Linked DNA regions of Ovis aries: region 1 is linked to region 2. A link is a contact called in public Hi-C data. All regions are on one chromosome and are shown on one strand. The core of a region is the stretch at or near the end of the contact, and the rest is flanking DNA. Distances in the headings are between cores, read along the strand shown. Region 1 holds the start of CDT1 (chromatin licensing and DNA replication factor 1). Region 2 holds the start of ZC3H18 (zinc finger CCCH-type containing 18).

Region 1 (2,700 bases), core at 58-2,557, 170 kb after region 2:
TCCAGTGGATGTTGGCAATTTGATCTCTGGTTCCTCTGCCTTTTCTGAAACCAGCTTGAACATCTGGAAGTTCATGATTCACGTATTGCTGAAGCCTGGCTTGGAGAATTTTGAGCATTACTTTACTAGCATGTGAGATGAGTGCAATTGTGCGGTAGTTTGAGCATTCTTTGGCATTGCCTTTCTTTGGGATTGGAATGAAAACTGACCGTTTCCAGTCCTGGGGCCACTGCTGTTTTCCAAATCTGCTGGCATATTGACCCCCAAATGCCTACTCTCCAGGGTGTGTGTGTGTGTGTATGTGTGTGTGTAAAATATCACCGTGCTATACAGCAGACATTAACTCAATACTGTAAAGCAACTATATTTCAATAAAGTAGATTTTAAAAATTTTATTGGGTGACTCAAGAGTACACACACCAAACAAAACTGTAGCAAAATGTAGCCTTATAGCCTCGGCCCACGAATAGCTTGCTCCTGTCTGTTAACAAACTATGGACCTAGTTGCGGACACCCTTTATGACATATGGGAAACGATGCTTCTATATCCACCTGTCTCCGCGGCTCCCAACTTTCTCACTCTTGTCATTTTGCAAACAGCAGCCCGACAGATGTTTCTGTTCCTTTAACTTTTCTAAAGGCACAATTCACACTCTACACAAAACTTGGCAAAGATGGCAAAGTAAAACGCCAGTCTAGTCTCAGTTTTCACCCCCTCCCAAAGACAACCCTTGTTATTTAGTTTCCTCCCAGAGCTGCGGTCAGACTTCAGGACCGGGCTAACTGCATTCTTCTATGATGGGAATTCCACAGACAAGAAACCTGCCAGATAGCTCGATAATCACGTTCACCCTTAAAGAAGTGTGCAATTCAGTGGTTTCGGTCCGAGAGGCGCACCACCGCTGCCTCAGCGTCCGGATCCACACACCGAGCCTCAGGCCAGGCCCAGGATGCGCTTCCCACGTGCACAGAGCCCTCCAGGTCCGAGCAGTCTGACGCCAGCTTTACTGCACCGTATTAGCTTAAATTTCCGCTGGAAGCAGCGTACCATTTCCCTCTTTGCCAGGACAGCATTGGCTTGGCGCCCACTCGGATCTGCCCCGCCCAGCGCAAACCGCGCCAAGGCCTGGAAGATAGCATGGGCACAGCCAATGACCCCAGGCCCTCCGAGTGGCGCATGCGCGGCAGGCGCAGCCCGAGCGAGAGCGGCGCGAGAGGACCAGCACGCATGCGCCCGGGAGCGTCTCTCTCGCGCCAAATCCCCTGGCCGTGGTGCCAATGGTCCCGCCCATGGCGGGGGCGGAGCCAGGGTGCGGCGCGAAAATCCGCGGGAAGCGCAGCTCCACTTCCGCCCGCCGGCCGACCGCAGTGCTCCTGCTGCTTCTGATCCCGCCGCTTCCGTCATGGCGCAGCGCCGCCTCACCGACTTCTTTGCGCGCCGCCGGCCCGGGGTCAGCACCACGCTGCCGCGCGCCAAGCCGGCGTGGCGCACCCCGAGCCCTGCCAAGTCCGCGGCTTGCGCCGCGGCTCCGGGTCCTGGCAGCAGCCGCAAGCGCGCCCGCCCGCCTGCCGAGCCCACGCGCGACGAGCGTGTGCCGCCCGCGCGCAAGAGGCTGAGGCTGCCGGCTGACGCGGTGAGAGCGCGGGGCGCGGAGGGGAGGGGGAAACTGAGGCTGGGGTGACGGACAGATGGGAGGGAACCCGTGGAGAGGCGTTTGGTGCCGGGCGGGGAGGAGGCGGGGCTGCTGGAGAGACCCGCCCTGGAAGAGGGCACCGACAGGGGGCCTGGAAGCCCGGGGTGAACCTAGATCCACCCCAGTGGGAGGAGGGGCTGGGCCAGGTCACGTGCACCTAGTATGCGGGGTCCTCTCTTCCCGAGGACGTCCGAGACGGCGGGGATGCCCGGTCTGACCAATGTTGGAAGAGGGCCAGCGGGCTGGTTAACACCAGGCTCGTCTGCAAGACTGGGCGAGGGTCGGGCCTGGATGACTCGACCTGGCTGGGAGTGGGCGTCTCCTGGTTAACCGAGGGGACTGGAGAGATGCTTTCTGGGAGACGGTGCACCCCAGGGTCTTGTGGTTTCATCACCTTTGGGGTCCTTCCCATAGGTCTCTGGCCCCAGTTCCCCGCCTGCCCCTGTCTCGCCAGAGCACCCTTCTCCACAGAGCAAGGAGACAAAGAAGGCTGCTCGCTCAGCTGGTGGGCGACCCTGCCTGGCAGCCCAGGAGAACAAGGTGAGGAGGCTGGACCGAGGGCAGGGTAGGTGGACTGGAGTGGGGTGACAGGCGGACTGATGCACCCTTTCCACAGGTCCCTTCAAAGGTCACCGTGTCTGAGCTCAAGTCGTGCCTGCAGCGGGCACAGGAGCTGGGGGCACGAGTCCAGGAGCTGAAAGCAAGTGCACAGAAGGATGCTGGGGAACCCAGTGCTCCAGAGGATGAGGGACGCCTGGAGGGCCCATGGTGAGTCCTGGGTGGCTAGGCACCCCAGGAAAGGGTAAGCTGATGGGAGGCCTGATGAAGCTGGGCTGAGCTGGGTGTAAGGGGACCTGGCTGAGCTGGGTGTAAGGATTGCTCCTTCCAAGGGGGTCAGCATAGTCCACAGGTCTCAGCCTCTGTCTGGGAGAGGGGCCAGTTACTGGGTACGTTTTGCCCGGCTGCATGTGTGTCTTGCACCCCCGGGTCACGTGGTTATCATATG
Region 2 (2,700 bases), core at 33-2,532:
ATTCTCTCTGGAGTTATTTCTCCACTGATTTCCAGTAGTATATTGGGCACCTACGGACCTGGGGAGTTCATCTTTCAGTGTCATATCTTTTTGCCTTTTCATACTGTTCATGGGGTTCTCAAGGCAAGAACTCTGAAGTTGCTTGCCATTGCCTTCTCCAGTGGACCATGTTTTATCAGAGCTCTCCACCACGACCCGTCCATCTCGGGTGGCCCTACACAGCATGGCTCATAGTTTCATTGCATTAGACAAGGCTGTGGTCCATTTGATCAGTTTGGTTAGTTTTCTGTGTTTGTGGTTTTCATCCTGTTTGCCCTCTGAGGGATAAGGATAAGAGGCTTATGGAAACTTCCTGATGGGAGAGACTGACTGGGGAGAACTGGGTCTTTATGGGCACAGAGGGTGGGAAAAGGAAGCTAAGAGGGTAGGTTGCTCCTACAAGGGTGCCTTACTTTAGGAAGGGGAGGGGTCATATACAGGTCATCTCCCTAGTGCTGATCAGACTGTTGGGTTGCAGACTAATGGGTTTAAATTTCCACTCTAGGGAGAGGCTGCAATATCAATTAGACTTGATAGGTTTAGCATCTAAGTGATTAGATCTTGGACCTGTTGATACTTTTTAACCGCATGAGGATTAGCTTAAAACTTTTAAGCTTTGACATTTAAACTCAGTATCAAAAAATGATTAAATTTTGTGTTGGACTGATTATATTTTATAAAGCAAGAGCTATTTAGTACCACAGAAATAGTTTCTAAAACGTTTAAACTTTGACATTTAAACTCAGGTTTTCGAAAATGATTAATTTTGTGTTGAACTGATATTTTAACAGAGGGAGCTATGTAGTCCCTAGTAAGCAATGTAAAAGGTCTAAGTTTTGTTATTTAAACTCATTTCCCGAAAAGGATTAACTTTAGGCCGGGGGCTCTTCAGCAGGACTGGAGAAGGTAAGCGCTGAGCCGTGACGTCGCGGGACCCAGCTATGCCTGGTCGGGTACAGCGGGAACAGCGGACGGCTAGTCGGGAACCTGCGCCAGTACTTCACGTGACCACGCGCCGCGGACATCCTTCCTCGCACCTCGATGGGCGGTGCGCGCGCTCTGAGACCCGCCCTAGGGTCGGGGCCCCGGCCGCGCCTGCGCCATGACTCGGGCGGGCGCGCCCCGAGGGGGCGGGGCCGCACGGGGGCGGGGGCGCGGAGGCCGGAAGGAAGCAGGTGGGGGGCGTGGCGAGCGAGGGAAGCCCGCCGGCCCGCAGATAACCGTCGCGGCCTGATGACGTCGCACAATGGCCGGCCCCCGCGGCTAGTGGAGCCCGTTTGTTCCGCCCGCGTCGTGCCTGAAGCCGGAGCCTGGGAGCAGCGGAAGGGCCGAAAGACGCCTTCTCCGCGCCGTCCCGACCCCTGCGAAGCCGTGGCCCCCTCTCTGCCCTCGAGCTGAGGTAAGTGGTGGTGGTGGCTGGGAGGCCTGGCCGGCGGGAGAAAGAGGCCGAGGCGGCCGGGCAAGGAGCGTGGCGGCGGCACTGAGCCGAGGCCCGGAGCCTCGCCGCCTCTGCCTCCGGGGAGCACTCCAGGCTGCCCCCGGCCGAAGCGTGACTCTCGGGCCCCGGGAAGAGGACGCTGAGCTAGGCACGATCCCAGGTTCGGTCCGGACGAACTGGCCGGGGGTCCTGAATCCCTCTAAGCTCGAGCGCCTGGCGGCTGCCTCCGCACTCCGTCGTGGGGTTGGTCTCCCGAAGCTGTCATTTCTCTTCCGGGACATTCGCGTGGCACTGCTTTCCGCCCACAAAGATGGGGGTGCGGAAGGAGGCACGCAAGTTCGCCCTCCGGACTGAGAATAGGCTCTTTGGGAGCTTTGAGCTCTCTGGATCCTCCTGGAACTTGCTCCCTCGACTTCCCGGGCGGCACAGGTTGGATCTATTGGCTGTGCCCCAAGACGCACGCCACTCTGGAATAAACTTCCCTGTGCCCCTTTGGTTGAAAGCCCATAGGATGCCGGGTCATTGCTGGGAGAACCTAAGACTTAAAAACTTCCCGCCTTACTCCTGCTAAAACTTAAGTTTTCCTGAATACTTTATGACAGCTGAGTTTGCTGGATAGAGTGGTTGATCATATTATATGAGCTGTTCAGCTCTACATCTGTGAGAGCAGGTCAGTCTTTAGATCCGTTTGGGGAGAATGGAAGAAAAGTGCGTTTAGGGGCATAGCAGTGGCTTTCATCCTTTCTCCTTCGTGTCGCCTGTGGAGTGGTCCTGTCCCAGAGCAGAGGTTGGGATTCTCAGGGTGAAGCTGGACCCAGGCCAATTCCTGCTTCCCAGGCAGGGGCATTGTTGCCTGATGATGTTACAATCTGAGCACAAGTGTGGAACCCACCCAGCTCTGGAAACCAGTCACAAATGTCCTGGAGGCTAGAATTTCTCTCCAGTTTTTGGTGGGTAAGATAGTTTTATGAGACCATTCCAGAGAGCAAAGGAGGTGTTTTCCTTTTTCACAGATCATCTCAAGGTGAGTGCTTCCTCCCTGAGAAGTCGTTTGGTTCAGGCTTAGTCTGTTTGGGGATGATGTCTATCCCCAGTCTTGACATCCTTCTTTTGGATATTGTAAAGCTATGAAGTTATGAACATGAATTTTAACCAGATGTACCAGAACTTGGGCATTCAGATAGGGACAGCTCTATTAAAAATTGTTGTCCTGGAAGGTTAGA

The links. Hi-C and Micro-C count contacts between places; a contact is called where the count stands out from the background.
Region 1: a contact with region 2 is called in a Hi-C map of muscle, with 4 times the contacts expected there. The contact joins the promoter of CDT1 here to the promoter of ZC3H18 in region 2. A contact is called at or near these places in 4 of 16 Hi-C or Micro-C datasets (blood, liver, mixed tissues and 1 more).

What each region holds. Positions count from the first base shown.
Region 1 is chr14:13,552,433-13,555,132 of ARS-UI_Ramb_v3.0, forward strand. CDT1 (chromatin licensing and DNA replication factor 1) reads left to right here and starts at 1,308. Exons shown (of 10, transcript XM_027977741.3): 1 at 1,308-1,634; 2 at 2,109-2,234; 3 at 2,311-2,462. The coding sequence starts at 1,404.
Region 2 is chr14:13,379,200-13,381,899 of ARS-UI_Ramb_v3.0, forward strand. It overlaps ZC3H18 (zinc finger CCCH-type containing 18), which reads left to right and starts at 1,283. Exons shown (of 18, transcript XM_042231545.1): 1 at 1,283-1,438.